3 separate regions of the Mus musculus genome follow, and regions 2 and 3 are each linked to region 1. A link is a contact called in public HiCAR-type data. All regions are on one chromosome and are shown on one strand. The core of a region is the stretch at or near the end of the contact, and the rest is flanking DNA. Distances in the headings are between cores, read along the strand shown.

What was found. HiCAR-type assays count read pairs that join an accessible place to other places.
Region 2: a HiCAR-type map of astrocytes shows a contact between it and region 1, with 4 times the contacts expected there. The contact joins two enhancer-like sites. A contact is called at or near these places in 3 of 115 datasets of contacts at active chromatin or transcription factors (VIP interneurons, astrocytes and embryonic stem cells) and 1 of 9 other capture datasets (embryonic stem cells).
Region 3: a contact with region 1 is called in a HiCAR-type map of astrocytes, with 2.5 times the contacts expected there. The contact joins two enhancer-like sites. A contact is called at or near these places in 1 of 115 datasets of contacts at active chromatin or transcription factors (astrocytes) and 1 of 9 other capture datasets (embryonic stem cells).

The regions. Positions count from the first base shown.
Region 1 is chr12:53,061,627-53,066,746 of GRCm38.p6, forward strand. All of the region lies in intron 9 of Akap6 (A kinase (PRKA) anchor protein 6), which reads left to right. Among named protein-coding and RNA genes, the nearest start is that of Npas3, 180 kb to the right of the region's middle. Within about 2 kb of position 2,920, at least 41 of the 459 cell types and tissues checked have an H3K27ac peak or open chromatin away from gene starts, as enhancers often do. A contact at or near this core is called in astrocytes, where this site is marked.
Region 2 is chr12:53,747,526-53,752,645 of GRCm38.p6, forward strand. All of the region lies in intron 4 of Npas3 (neuronal PAS domain protein 3), which reads left to right. Among named protein-coding and RNA genes, the nearest start is that of Gm35614, 82 kb to the right of the region's middle. Within about 2 kb of position 2,051, at least 13 of the 459 cell types and tissues checked have an H3K27ac peak or open chromatin away from gene starts, as enhancers often do. A contact at or near this core is called in astrocytes, where this site is marked.
Region 3 is chr12:53,621,169-53,626,288 of GRCm38.p6, forward strand. All of the region lies in intron 3 of Npas3 (neuronal PAS domain protein 3), which reads left to right. Among named protein-coding and RNA genes, the nearest start is that of Gm35614, 210 kb to the right of the region's middle. Within about 2 kb of position 2,708, at least 25 of the 459 cell types and tissues checked have an H3K27ac peak or open chromatin away from gene starts, as enhancers often do. A contact at or near this core is called in astrocytes, where this site is marked.

The DNA of each region.
Region 1 (5,120 bases), core at 1,670-4,169:
TTTTATTTGGATTCTTTCCAAATGGCTCACATGCCTTCACAGTAACACATCAGGCTGCTTACGGGTTTCCCCCCCTTTGCCTGAATTCTAAACTTTCCCCCTCTTACTAGCTTTCTATTTTTCTTTTAATGTCTCAGTTATGTTTGTAAAACTAACCAGCACCACCACAAAATTAGGATGTATCTTGCAGAGAGCATTCATTTTACTTTTTGCATATTTTTCCGGAGGTCATGTCAAGGTTAGTTTGAATTCCATCCTACATTAAGACTTCTTTCACAGCTATTTAGCTCGGCAGCCTACTCCCCGCTGGGGTCTGCCCCTTGGGCACGTCAAAGCTTCAGACCTGACAAATCACACACAGATGAAGCTGTACAGTTTTTTAAACAGTTTGATCAGTAACTTTTTTTTTTTTCCTTTTTCACTATCCTTCATAGTAAGATTCTTTTTCCCTTTGAATTACCGTTTCAGGAATTGAGGGTTTCTACTTGAGACAGTTTGCTTTACATGAGCGTTGTCAGCCAGCAGTGGTTTTTATTACACTGTGTCGAAAGTCTTCTGCTCACAAGACGGCAGACATAGAGACACACTCTTAACTGGCAAGATTGGAATTGTGTTCTTAAAACCTACTTGGAGTGGGAAGGTTAGTGTTGGGATATCACAGATTTCCTTGGGATCAGAAAATAAAAAATATACCCAGTTTTTATCCTGTTATGAGTTGAGCCTAAAAATGCCTCTCAAATGCTTCCCAGGATGCTCTTATCAGTATTTTAGCAAATTATGTAACTGACCGCCTGCCTCCCCACCTCCCTTTCCTGCTTAATTGATGAACTTAAGGTGCTTGCCTGTAACGAGTGTATCAGCCAACGGTCTCCTTTATCACTGAAGGAGATCACAAATTTTGAAAATCAGCATACTGCCCATGTTTTTATGAGTTGAAAAATATTAACTGCCACAAAACTGCCACATCAACTGAAGAGATGGTGTGATTGGGGCTGCGGTTATCTTGGCAGTGCCGTGATAGAGCAGAGTTGCTGTTTTTAAAAAAATAAGTCATATCCACATTTCATTACATTTTCACACAGGACAGACAAAAACCACCGGAAGGTTTTTAGCTTTGGGCTAAGCTGAACACTTACAGGGAAGAGGGGGAAATAATATTTAAATGACTCTCAGCAGGAAAGTACACAATGAAGGTCCCATAAAAGGTTGCCTGGTTGAAACTAATTAAAGACAGGTCTAAATAAGAAAAGAGAAAAAGAGATCAAAGGAATTACATTAGGTGTCACTATGCTATTTGGGGGGCATTTGATGTAATTTAAAAAATTTTGGTTTAGGAAAACACTAAATTCTGAAAATGTCCACTCCTGTCATCATGCCGTTATTTTTGCAACAGCTACACGTCAGCAGGCAAACATCTTGCAGAAATCACTTCAGCACTACTGGCGCATTCGCACATTATGGTGAAAAGAGGGGCTTGTGCTTTTCACGCGGTGCGTCTCAGCCTTCAATTAATGTGAAAGCACTACAATGCCCATGCAACTTCTCTTGCCTAGTGGTGCACCGTTTATCATTGCAGTTTTACATTGACCTTGACACCCACTTCATTAGAATAAAGATTGTCTACCATTTAGGTTACATTGTTCCTCTGCACAGAGACCCCATGCAAATTTCTGTTCAGAGAGAAGAGCTGTGAGGCTGTCAGAGGTCATCTGCATTAAATGATTGCAGCTATTTTCCAACCGCTTCTTTTCATTCTACTCAATTCAGGCTAGGAGGATCAATCAAGTTTTCTGCCTGAAACAGTAGGACTGCAGGGAATATAACTGTTTTTGGTAGGAGTGGATATGCCCTAAACAGTGTTAAATATTTAATATAAACTCATTAAAGGCCATGCAAAGGCTTGAGAAAGATGCCACATTTATAGAAATATCAAGGGGGACAGGGCACCCTTTTGAAAAAATAAACAACAGTAATTATCAATTTTATAATTCCAGAAGATGTAATCACAATATTTCTTAGAATTAGTGACTCTTTTCTGCTGTTTTTTTTCCCCCACCCTTGATTTGGGTTAGGAAAAGGGGAACTGGGAGACTTCATATTCTTATATAGTATTTTGCAAGAAGTTGACAGGAAAAGTTTTCAGTTTGTTGGTGCTTCTATTTTAACTCAGTAACAATAAATCCTAACCTGGCTGCATTTGTTTTAAAACACATAGATATTCTTTATGTAAAAGAAAAAAAAATGATTGGGGAAATAAGTCGCCTCGTCTCCTCCTTAAGTTTCCTGAGTGATATAATTGGAATTAAATTATTAATGGGAGATACTTTTAAAAAGATTGTTTTATGATCTCCTATTAGGGAATTTGCAATTCATTTTAATATTTGTAGTTTGATTTATATTAAAGATAATGCAATCTATGTTCAATTAACAATACATGGCCAATGTAATGTGATTTCCAGATCATGCAAATGGAATAAGCTAGAAGTGTGTTGGGGGGGGGGGGACTCCATTCTTAACCTCAGATGTAATTTGCTGTGCGAGTTCTGGCAATTTTAAATGACATTGCACTTTTTAATTTTTCCAAAGGCTCAGCAGCAAATTTATCCCAATCAAGAAAGCCTATTATTAATTTACAAGGACAATTGTAGGAGTCCTTATAATTTCTTTGTGCAATTATTCACCATAAATTCTAATGGTAAAATACAAATAGTTTGCAAGAAATAACCACCATTACTTGTCTTGCGCTTGAGCCTTCTTCTTGAATCTTGAACATCCTTTCTAAGTGTTAGTGATACTGACTCCTTGTAAAGCATCCCAGGCTTTTGTGGGAAGCTGGACATTGGCTGTCTTAAAGAGGGCAGCACCAGAGCCGCCGCAGAGGCAGTCCTGGCCTCTACCAGTCCAGCTGAGCTGTGGACCTGGACTTTCCTATAAAAAGATTCTTTGTTCACCACTGAATAGCATTAGGCATGGGCTAGCTGAGGGGCCACCATGAAGCCTCAAAAGAGGAGGGCAAACACTAGCTAGAGAATACAGTGTGAGAGTCACAGACATAGCCTTGCATTTGTGAGCAAAATACATATTTTTACATATTATTTTGCGGTAGTTTGGTTAGTATGTGTTCCCTGAATATACTTTCTTATTGATACACTAAGATACATTGTGTCTTCACAGTGTGTTTTCTTTTCCTGGGGGATTTGGGGTGGCAGTGGGGGTGGGGGGGGAATAATCACCACAAATATACAGGTGTTTGAGATACTAATTTGCACAGGCAAAGATTCAAATGTGTCATTATTATAACTAGATCATTTGCCTTGTCTTAACTCTTCTAAATATAAAGTCACCTGATGGCCGGTTTAAAACAACATCCTCAGGATAGAAATACTCAAACGCTCATGACTCAGAATTGGACAGCCGTTATTCTTTAATCAGGAAAATTGTTTGCTTTAATTCGTGTGTTCCTCATAGCCGAAGCTTCGCTCTCTCCGTTTAGTAATGTCTGCTCTCTTTTCAGCATGACCACCAGAAGCACCATACAAAAGTCTTACAATGAACGTCTTAATCTCTCTGTGTGCTTTTAGAGCATTATTTTGAATTCCATCATGCTGCCTTTTTTTCTCCCCTCTTCTGATGTTTTATTACAACAGCAGAATTCCCAGGGAGCTTTGGGGGCAAGGTTCACATAATATAGCCCTGAAGTTTTGCTAGGTGGGAGCTATCCCCCAGGCCTGGCCATCTTTTGGCAATCTTACTATTTCAAGAAAGAAAAAAAAAAAGATTCTCGGGGTAGAGTCTTTCACAGCGTTAGCTGGATAGGGTTTATGTTTTACTTTTTTTTTTATTTACTAGAGAGTGAATATCTACAACCCTTTCATGATGCTTTCTTTCGCTGACCTCACCGTGACAAGGCATCTTGTTCTTTAACATTGAGGGAGGCAGAAAAATGCTTGAGTTTCTCAATGTGTGCCTTCTATACCAGTTTCAAAATGGCTTATTCTTCTGGTTTCCATGGTGACAATTAACACTGTTTCAAGGCATTGTTCCACTCTCCATTTGGGCAGAATTTTCGGTGTGATTTTTAACAAAAAGAGAGAGAGAGAGAGAGAGAGAGAGAGAGAGAGAGAGAGAGGAAGAAGAAAAAGGGGGAAGGTTTTAAGAGAAGGAGGAATGTCTGGCAAAAGTGTCAAAAAAGTTATCTCAATCAAGCCTGTATTTGCTACTAAAGTCATTTATTTTTATAAATCCATGTTTTATTTTTACTGGCTTTGATAGTTCAGTTTTAGTATTTGTGCGTTTAAAATGTAAATTATAAGTAAGAATTCCAATTTTAATTCTTAGTTGAAACAATGAATTACTATTAACTCTGTATTTCCTTTAACTTTTCTTTATACCCAAAGAAATAGCTTTTAGGACACTAGTAGCCTGAATCTTTAATTTAGATCATTCACAAATCTATTAAGAGGATTCATTAGACCAAATTGAATTGGCCAAGCAAATACACTTAATAATGTAAATATGCTCTTTGAATAGAGTATATTTTATTTTTGACCAGACAGCACGGCCCACAGCAGGAGCTGTGGAAAGTTAAATATGGGATGTTTATTTACCTTAGCACTCAAGAAAGCCAGCTGACTTTAACTTGGCTAATCTCATCTTTGGCTATTGAAAACTCGTCTGTATCATAGCCTTCCCACACCACGGAACATGACGGGGCAGCTTCTGCTCACTTACTGCTGTGGGTGAAATGAAGATGAAGATGGAATGATCTTCTCACCACGGGATGGAGAAGCCCCGTGGTAGGGGGATGGAGAGCAGATAAAGCTGGTGGCTGGTTCTATCCATCTAATGCTTCCGAAGAGATGCTAGAGACAGAAGAGCACACGTACAGTAGAGTCAACAAAAATGAAGCCCACCTAGCATTTACATACACAGCCGTCAGGCCCTAAACCTTATTGGATTCAACCTCATGATGTCTCAAAACTCAAATACTTTCACCTTAAATTACACGCCATGCTAGTACTCTCCACTCACATATCAACATAGCTAACAATTAATTAGGTTCTCTAGCTTTTATCGTTTGAAGGCATTGCCTATCAATCACCTCTTTCCTTGGGCTGTTG
Region 2 (5,120 bases), core at 801-3,300, 690 kb after region 1:
AGCGATACCTTTTCCACTGGCAACTTAGTATTCCCCAATTTAAGTTTCTAGGGATATTCTTCATCCATATCTGCATGGAGCAGTTGTGGTTTCTACTCTATCAACTTAAAATGCAGCACCTACACAAATAATCCACGTTCCTGTTTTTTTTTTCCTAATTAGGAAGGAACTTTTTATTGAAAAGCATGACATGTATATGCAGTCCAAAACATCAAAGAGTGATCCCCACCAACACACAATGGAAATTGACATTTCAAATATATAGACAGTGATTTGAAAAGTGAGCTTTTACTTTCTCTTTCTCATCCATTTTCTATTTTGTTTTAAAACCACCTTGTCTCAGCTTTGAGACTCCTGTGTTAGGGAGATTGCTGGCCATGTCATAGCTGCCCTTCTTCTGTCTTTTGACTTTGAACATATTTTTTTGCTATACAAAATTTTTTTATTAGATACTTTCTTTATATACATTTCAAATGCTATCCCGAAAGTTCCCTATACCCTCCCTCCTCCCTGCTCCCCTACCCACCCACTCCCATTTCTTGGCCCTGGCATTCCCCTGTACTGGGGCATATAAAGTTTGCAATACCAAGGGGCCTCTCTTCCCAGTGATGGCCGACTAGGCCATCTTCTACTACATATGCAGCTAGAGACACGAGCTCTGGGGGTACTGGTTAGTTCAGATTGTTGTTCCACCTATAGGGTTGCAGAACCCTTCAGCAGCTTGGGTACTTTCTCTAGCTTCTCCATTGGGGGCCCTGTGTTCCATCTTATAGATGACTGTGAGCATCTACTTCTGTATTTGCCAGCCACTGGCATAGCCTCATACGAGACACCTATAACAGGGTCCCTTCAGCAAAATCTTTCTGGCATTGTGCAATAGTGTCTGGGTTTGGTGGCTGATTATGGGATGGATCCCGGGGTGGGGTAGTCTCTGTATAGTCCATCCTTTCATCTTAGCTCCCACGTTCCTGTTTTAAGGACTCTGGTTGAGCATTTTGCTTGCTGTCTCCACACCCTTGCCTGTGGGGCTTCTGTGCTGAGGTTTGGCCACTGTGTCATAGTTAATAGAAAAGTTTGCCTGATCTACATTTCTGAGTATCGCTTTAGTCATTTTGTCACTTGCCTGGCGGGAAATACTTTCAAATGTAGTCTATTTGGGAATGTCTCTTTCTAAAAAACAGAAGTCCTGACTTAAATGATTCTTCTTCACATGAACCATATTCTGTGACTCCCAGAAATTGAAGAAAGGTATCAACACCACATAAAAATATCCTGGGCATGAATTCAATGAGACACCTTTGCTTGCCTATGAGTTTAATGTACGAATTTAACAATGCCAGCTTGTTTTCCAAGGTCCTAGCCAATGTGTCTGGTCTTTTAGGTGATCTGGTGGTGGGTGGGAGACATTGCTTGTTCCAGTGCATCTCCACACTGTTTCCTCTAAATAACGGGCACGCTCGATTGCTGTGGTTAAAGGAACATCTTACCAGACTGTCTCTGACAATGACCCAGAAGAAGTCATAATCCAGAGATCATAAAACCACTAGCTCAGGACCCCTGTGTTTCCAGTTAACTTTTCTCTCTGTTCGTCCAGAGCTCTGAAGAGAGGCTGTGTAATTCTGTATCACCCAGCGACACATTAATGACTAGCTTGCGAAACACTGGAGGACCCTCGAGGGATGCCAACACTAGGGTCCATTTTCCCTAGTTGTTTTGATTAAGAACTTTGCATCCTGAAGCCAGCAAACCGAAGTGCCTTAGTCTCTCTGACTTTACTTCCCCCTTGTAGCCCTTCAAGCCTCAGTAGTTTTACCATAGTAATAATTTTTCCCTAAGAGTTTTAAACAAGACTTTGCCATTGGACAGCCTTTGAAACAGTTAGCTTTGCCTCACTATTTTTTGTGACTTGCCAAAATCACAAATAAAAGGGACTATGTCCTCTAATGCTTCTTCCCTGGTCATTATCTTGGAAAATATGCAGAGTCTGGTCCAAGTAGAGTGCTCCCCAAACCTTGCTGTTACTTTGAGAATAGTTTTAATGAGGCTGGCAGCTGAGCCAAGCTCTCCTGTTGTGTTATTATTTGGGCATGTGGAAGCCCAGGTGATTGATCTGTGTGGGAGAACTGGCAACACTCACATGCCCTCTGGGTAGAGGCAGAGCCTCCAGCAGGAAAAATTAGGGAAAGAGAAAAAAAGGAGAGGAAATGTTTATCGCCCATCTCCTTGCGTTTTATGGCGGCGTGCTGGTGAACTGGGAGATGGATGTGTATATTCATGGATTTCACACCACTTTAAGCACTAATAACATTAAATCAACCTTAATACTTCATGCCAAATGTGTTCTAAAAGAGGGAATAATAGGAATTTTTGTTGACTTTAGTAAAGTATCAAAAGTTACACTGGAAACACATAAAATGCTACAATGCAGAGGTCACAATTATGCTAATACCATGATAATATAAAATATTAAGTCACCAAAATGACAGGATTTACAACCAAGCATCCTCAGTCCCCAGAAGCCCTGACTGCAGGCTCACAGTAAACACACCAGCCTGTCCTCCCAAGGAGTCTGATTACAAATTTAAATATGTATATGATTAGAACTCTGCCAGTCTCCCTCCCCTAGAGACAGATGAAGTAAAATTTGATTTATCTCATACCTGGAAACCTATTGTGCTGGGTTCACTCTTTTGCAGGATCAGTACAAGGTCTGATGAATTTTGCATTTCCTGGGATGCTTTGGGGGAAACCAGGGACGACTGTTAATGGTCTTGAATGTCTGTGCAGTCTCATGGAGTGGGAGAGGAATAGCCAGATGTTTGGCAATGGAGTTCTGGCAGATGGAAACCTCTTCTTAGCCTTCTTTTCTTTTCTCCATGCTCTGCGTTCTGTGCTGAGGTTGGGCTGCTGTGGGAGCACAAACCTCATGGCCTTTCATTTGATTTTATTTGATTGGGTTTTTTTTTTGGTGGGTTTTTTTGTTTTTTGTTTGTTTGTTTTTGGGTTTTTTTTTTTTTGAGAATTTTGCACAATGTGGTTTGATCATATTTAGCCCTTCCCCCAACTTTTCACAGTTCTGTCTGTCCTTCCCTACCCATCTGGCTCTGTGTTCTTTATTTTTATCCACAGCAAATCCATTTTGTGCTGCCCATGTATGTGTGGGAGCATGGCCATCCACTGGAACATGGTCAACTTACCAGGGGCAACACTCTTAAAGAGAACTGTCTGTCTCCCAAGAGTTATCCTTTACCAAGTGTTTCCCAGCTAGGGGTGGAACTTCATGCCCAATTCCCCTCTGCATACTGGGCTTTGGATTGTCTTGAGCCTGCACAGGTCCTGCACAGGCTATCACAGCAGCTTTGAGTGCCCGTGTATAGCTGCCCTGCTGTGTCTTGTAGCTACCTACCACTTCTGGCTCATAAACTCTTTCAGTCCCCCCCTCCTCAAGGATACTTAAGTTTTATGAGGAGGCAATATAATGGTTCTGTTGACCAGTTGTGTACCTTGACCGGTTGTGGGTCTATGTGTTGATCACCATCTACTCAAAACATACTTCTCCAATGTGGCTCAAGAGACAATTAATATGCCAGCATAATAATGAGTCTGTTTAGTACTGTGTTCATTTAGCAGAACAGCAGTAGTAAGTTCTGCCCAAGGTTTATGACATAGCAACCCACAGGTTCTTGACCCAGGAATTGTACCAGGTATGGGTTTATCTTCTGGAGTAGGGCTTAAAGCTAGTCAGAGAGTCATTGGCTATTCCCATGAGAGTCATGCCACTGTTGAACCAGTGGCCGTGCCTTGCCAAGCCTGTTGTTACTGTAGCCCACAGGGTTCCCAGCTGGATAAGACTGATGGGTGCTTTTCCCCTACATTAGTGTGTACTGTGAAGTCTAACCAGTAGGGATGAAGCTTCCAGGCCAGTACCAGCTTGATTTCCTCATATTCTGTCACTCAGGTATATGGTATTCACCAATATGTTCTTGTTCTCAACTTCTGGTTGGTAACAAAGAATATTGACAATACCTGGTAGTATTTGGGAAGGTGGAAGGGGTTATGGGACCTCACTGCCTCAATGACCAGCAACTCTGAAAGACATAGCACATCCCTAGCATCTCCATCTCTCTCTCTCTCTCTCTCTCTCTCTCTCTCTCTCTCTCTCTCTCTCCCTCTCTCTCTAACATCCTGTGGTGTCTAGTAGGGTAATTTTAATTCCATGGTCCCCAAGTTAGGGGTCCAAAAGTTTCTAGAGGACAATACCTTTATCAGTGGTCACAGTGGTCAGGAAAGGCAACAGCATTATAACCAGGCAAACGCTCTCTTAGTAGTGTCACACTTCTGGCCTGATGATGCTAACTTCTGTCTCTTAACCATTATCATTATGTAAATAGAAGCCTCGGTAAAATAAATACATAATTAAACTGTTACTATAAACTAATGTTCCTTAATATTATTCAGCTGTTTTATTATGCCAACTAGGACCCACAAATGCATGTTTACAGGGGATAGGCTCTTTTCTTTGCTAAATGCATAGGCATCACCTGCACAGTAGCTTGCTCCGATAAATAAAATAAATGTGCTCACTCGTTGCCCTGCTCTGTGTCTGTTGGGGCTCATCCTCCTTCCACCTGTAGAATGTAGAGTAACCCTGCTTCCCAACCATGGGACAACCAGCTAGAAGGGAAGGCTCCTCTCCCCGAGCTAGGCCACTGCTCTCACTGCTCTCCACTGCAGCACCATTAATGCTAATATTAAGAGTGGCAGTACAATAAAACTAGTCACCCCCAAAGGAACTCCTAGTCCTGTGCCGTTCCACCAAGCTCTAAAGCCATGGTTTCAAAGCGTTGCTGCCAGTCCCTGGGGCTTACAGCCCAGTTCCTATAGGAGCTGGCACCATCAAAAGAGCAGTGTGGCTCTGTGGCGCTTTTCCCGCTCAGCCCTCCATTTTCACAAGGGCCAATCAATAGTTCTTGATCTCCAATTTTGTGCGAAAACTCTGTTTGTGCTGAGCCCCGCTGGCAGCCACTTCGTTGCCAGCTCCCTCTTCCTGAAACAAAAGGAATGTGTTCTTCCTTTCAACAGGATGGAACTTCTGAACACATTTATTTTCTTCAATTCAT
Region 3 (5,120 bases), core at 1,458-3,957, 560 kb after region 1:
TTAGATGCATTTGGGAAGGATACCTATTGGCATTTGGGGCTGTAAGCATGAACCCCCTCAAAAAGGGAAATTGCAAGTAAGGTCCAGAGTATAGGCTAGAAGGAACAGTCTGGAATATGTGTGAAGAGCTCAGAACTGGGCAAGATGTCTTCCAACTATTCCTGCTGCCTGGGTGGAAGGGTGGCTCGCTTGATGCTAGCATGGCAGGGTGTGTGCATGAGCTGAAATCAGATTGACAGGTAGTCTGAGCCAAGAGAATAGACTAACGGCAACCCCGGAAGGCTAGACAGGAGGAGTCCGTCCTCCTGGGAGATGCCCGATTTTCAAGAGTTCTTCTACAGCAGGAGAGAAGTGGACAGGCAATCTGCAACTGGGAGTAGCACATTGCCCATTCTTTGCATGCGTGAATTCCCACACCAGCGCAGTTAGTAAGCACTTTGGAGGGGAGAAATGCAAGGCTTAGCAGGAAGCAGTGAGTTGCCTAAAGCCTCAGCCAGTAAAGAGCTGCAATCTCAATTGGCCCTGCTTCTTCTAGAATTTACACTCTTCTCCCCTGCAGGGTGGGGCCCTTCAGCGTGGGCAGGACTGAGGCATGGGGCATAGGCCTGGGTCAGTTCTCAGTCAAGCCTTATCTGCAGATGGATACACTGCTTTAAGCCCTACATTGATAGAGAAGCTATTGATGCCAGTTTTCATGAACATAACAGCAGGATTGAGCAGACCTTCTGAGGAGAGAGGGCTAGTAATGGAATACCTCATTTGGAAACTATTAACACAAATGACTTATGTTTAGCCAAATTTAGGTCATTTAGAAACAGAGTTGAGCTATATTTTTGAAAAATGTATCTTGTTTTGTATGTTTTCTGAAGGGTAAAATATAGCCGAATTCTTTTGCACACACACCCATGTTCAAATAGTAGCTCACTGTTCCCACTCATTCCCAGGCCCAGCGGCCCCGGGCCCAGGCTGCACTGTCTCTTTCTGTCTGTGCAGTTGCAAAGTTGGCATTGCTCATACCATTTTTTTAGTGCTTTATCTGTCTTGAAATACACATTTTTTTTGTTCACCCAGTGAGTATTCAGAATTCCAACATAAAATATTTTTAATTATTATTTTATATATTGGGTATTCCATGCAAATCTGTGCACTTGTGCAGGCCACAGCTTCCATTCAGAGGCCATAGAAAATCAGGGGCCGCTTCTGCCTTCCTGCCATATGGGTTATAGGGACAAGATGCAGGTGGTAGGCACCTTTACCAGCTAGACTGTCTCACTGGCCCCAGAACCCTGATTTTGTTAGGTGTCACTGAAGGGGCATCACCTAGACTCAGGCCCTGCTGCCTGCCAGCCTGAGGTCCCACCTGCATATGCCACAGCTGGTGGAGCTCTCTCACACCTCTCATGACCCATGAGCACCTCCAACCAAGACTGAATCCTGGAGGACAGAGAAAGCAGAGTATGTGCGAGTGTTCTCAGGAGATTTTTGTTCAAGGTCGGAAACTCGTTTTCAGCAAAATGACTTCTGGAGCTGTCTGTCACTCTTTCCGTATCAGGCCAGCCATTGTCTGTGCTGTGGATTAGGAAGAATCTGCTTTCATGTGCTGTGGGACTTCCTCCTCTTTCCTCAACATTTCCCTCCACTTCTTACTTCCTGTCCCCTGTGGCATCATTAACCCCCCCACCCCAGTGGTGAGTTCAAATCCAGGGCCTCTTGAGTATTAGCCACATGCTCAAGCACCTAGCCATGTTCTTAGACCACTGATAGAGAGTTTACTCAAAGATAGCTCTATTTTCTACCTTATTCAAATTGCCCAAACCACAAATTTATTCAGACATGAAAATAGGAAGATGGGATCCCAAGTTCAGACTGGCCTGCTAAGACCGCAGTTATTATCATCAACTGCTTCCCATGGTAAAATGGTTATATTTAGGAGTAACTTGAATATACTTGGCTTTCCATATCCTCATGCTCTTTGTCCATGAATTCTCCAAGATGCAAAACAAACAAACAAACAAACAAAAAACATTTGATGTACATTTATGACAGTCAACAACATGTAATCTCATTTTTTTTGTCATTCTGTAAAAAATGCGGTATAGCAATTGTTTACCTAGTATTTAAATTTTTGAGTTATTGTTAGTAGCTTAGGATTTAAAGCGTACAGGAGTATGTGTAAAAATTGGGTGTCAGTACTACCTACGTTACATAAGAGCATCTTTTCATGTTTGTAGCTAAGCGGTCCGTGGATGATCTGATGATCCTTCTTCTATTCCCTGGTCTGCCTGCATCTGCAGCCAGACCCAGTAAGGACACAGCATCATTGACAAACCCACTGACTGACTGACAAATCCTCCAGCAGTCACCACCATACCAACCACTGGGGCTTTTGTTTATTTTTGGATGTCTCTCATAATCAAATTCTAAGTGGTGATTTTTCATCATTAAAGAGGTTTGCAAACATCATTATAATTATTTTTGCCCATAAACTAATTTTTTTTTGGTTTGTTTGAAAACTGTTCTGATTGAAGACATTTCCTTTTTCCATCATTGGCCAGTCAACTTTGTTAGTATTTAAAGCCAAATCGCTTTCTATGGTATGAGTCACTTGCTATTAGACTCCTTTTTAGTGCAATGGAGTTTGTCCTTCCCTCTCACAGATGGGAATATGAGCTTGCTGTGTTGGCTCCTGCACAAAGGGAGTGAGGATGCTGGTGGTGTAACTGGCGGGAACAACTTTCTAGCCTTTTGTATGGCGCTGGAGAGGAGGGATTGAAGGATGTGCTTTGTTGCAGCAAGAGGCATTTACCCTTTTGGAAGGAAAGTCTCGCAGCCCGGGTCCTTTGCCACATGACTGCCCGTAGGAGAGCACGAAGCCAGTGTTTACTGCTGTTTCTTGGGTGTTAAACAGCCCTCTGCTGCTTTTTATTGTACCATTAATTGCGCTTAATGCAGCTGCGTTTCTCATACGCTTGGCTAGGCTCTGAAAATTAAGTAGAAGGCACTTTGTTATAAAATTCACTGTAATGAGCTCTGGTGGGCCAGGGTCTGTTAAGTTTGAAATCACCTCAGGCCATTTCTAAAGGACTTCTTCAAATATTTCACGTCTATAAAAGTTTGTTACTAGATAAATAGCCATGGTGGGTGTTAGACCAGGCAGAGAAAGAGTCACATTTCTCCTCCGTGCCTCTTTGGGTAAAATATGGATGTCTTGAATATTTGAGAAGAGTGTTTGTCTTCTCCAGTCCTCTCTGCCTCAAGTATTTGCTGTCTTCCAACTGAGGCTGTCAGTCCACAAACTCAGGTTTCAGCATGTCACACCCTAGCTACATACAGAGAGATGCAGCTGTTTCACTTTCCTTTTGTATTTAATTCATACACAGAACTAGGATAAATATAGGACCACCCTCTGGGTCTACATAAATTGGTCCGAGACAGGGTCACACCTCTAAGCACAAAAGCACTGAAGAGACAGCTGTAACCATTAGCCAATTAGTTTCATGTTTCCACTACCAGCCAAGACCTGCAACAGATTCGTGGTACCTGGTTAGAAGATTCTTTTAAGAGTAGCGATTCCCCCCCCCAGCATCCCCGGCCTAAGAGACTGGCTGCTGTAATGCTTTGTGGCTAATAAAATTTCAGATGGCCTAATTTACCGGGTAGCTTTACCAAAACATCCAAGTAATGCCTACATACTCATTAGGGACAGGCCCAGGACCGGGTCCCTCGGGACTGATTTGCAAACGCTCTCTGGGATCAGCTTCACCGAGCTTCAGATGCTCCGCTGGCACCAATCAGGTGGGGGATCCTCGATGGGTTTAGTGCAGCAATTTATCTGAGTTTTGTAGTTAAAGTTTGAGCATGAGGTAATTAGAGCCCTCCATGCTTGAAATTCATGAACCTTATTCCCCCTTTAATAGACTCCATGCTAGCTCGCCGAGCTCTGTTTGACTGACATATATGGAGACTTGTTTTAAAAAAGCTCCTGGTCAAAATGTACTTAAAAAAAATCACCTTTACACATTAAAATATAATAACAAAAATTAATTCACCATCACTTTTTTAAATTAATTTTTTAATTTTTAGCTTTAAGATGTGTATATGGAGTTCTTTAGCTGATCTTCCTATTCCTAGTAAAAGTATTTACATACATGTCTCTGCACTGGGTGGGGTGATTTAGTCAAGCCACCCAGTATCTCCCATCTTTAATTTTTGGAAATGGGACCGTAAGTGCAAATTTTAAAATATGCACATAAATATAATGCATGAATACATGTATACATAAATGTATATATACACACACACACCCCAGACAACCCTGGATACCAACTGCAACTTTATTTTCAAGAAAGATTATTTTGCTCAAGCTATGTAGTAAACTATCAAAGATAGTCTATCTCTAATAACATTCACTGTTTCTATTTGTAATATGTGATTAATGCTGTTAAATCTTCAGGGTTATATTTTAAGTGACATTTGGACACATACCTTTGAAGCAGAAAGGGACTCAAGTAGTGATACCTCCTAAGCACCGAGTTAGCAAAGTAGGCTCACATCATAGCTCATTGAATTGGTGAACAAAGTGCTAAAATGGAAAGTAGTAAGTTTATTTTGGGGGTAACTATATTTCTGAGATTTTTTTTCTAGCTGACCCGACATCACATACAACCTAGTACATAACAGGAAAGAGGTGTTTATGCATAAGCACACTGACAACATTCTTTAATTCTTCATATCAAAAGCTTTATCAGTGTACAATATTATTTGCTACCGAGAGATTAAAAAGTCATATAGAAATAACATGTGCTTTGTTAGGTATGCTCTAGAAAACTGTCATGATTCCTGGCATTTGACCTTGCTGTAACTCTCTTGGCAGGGTATTAGTGTCTCACTGTAGAGATTGGAGAGGCTAAGACTAGAATATCAAGTGTCTTATCTGGTATCACCAACTCATAAGCAGTAGAAGCTCTGGGAGAAATAAAGGTAGATAATGTGAAGAACTGGGCTTTTATGAATCACAGCTGCCTCCTCGACTTTTTCAGTATTCCTAAGTCATTGCAAGTATGGATTACTAAAACTTTCAAGGTCCTAACAAGGAAATTGCAGAGGTCAAAGCTAAACCT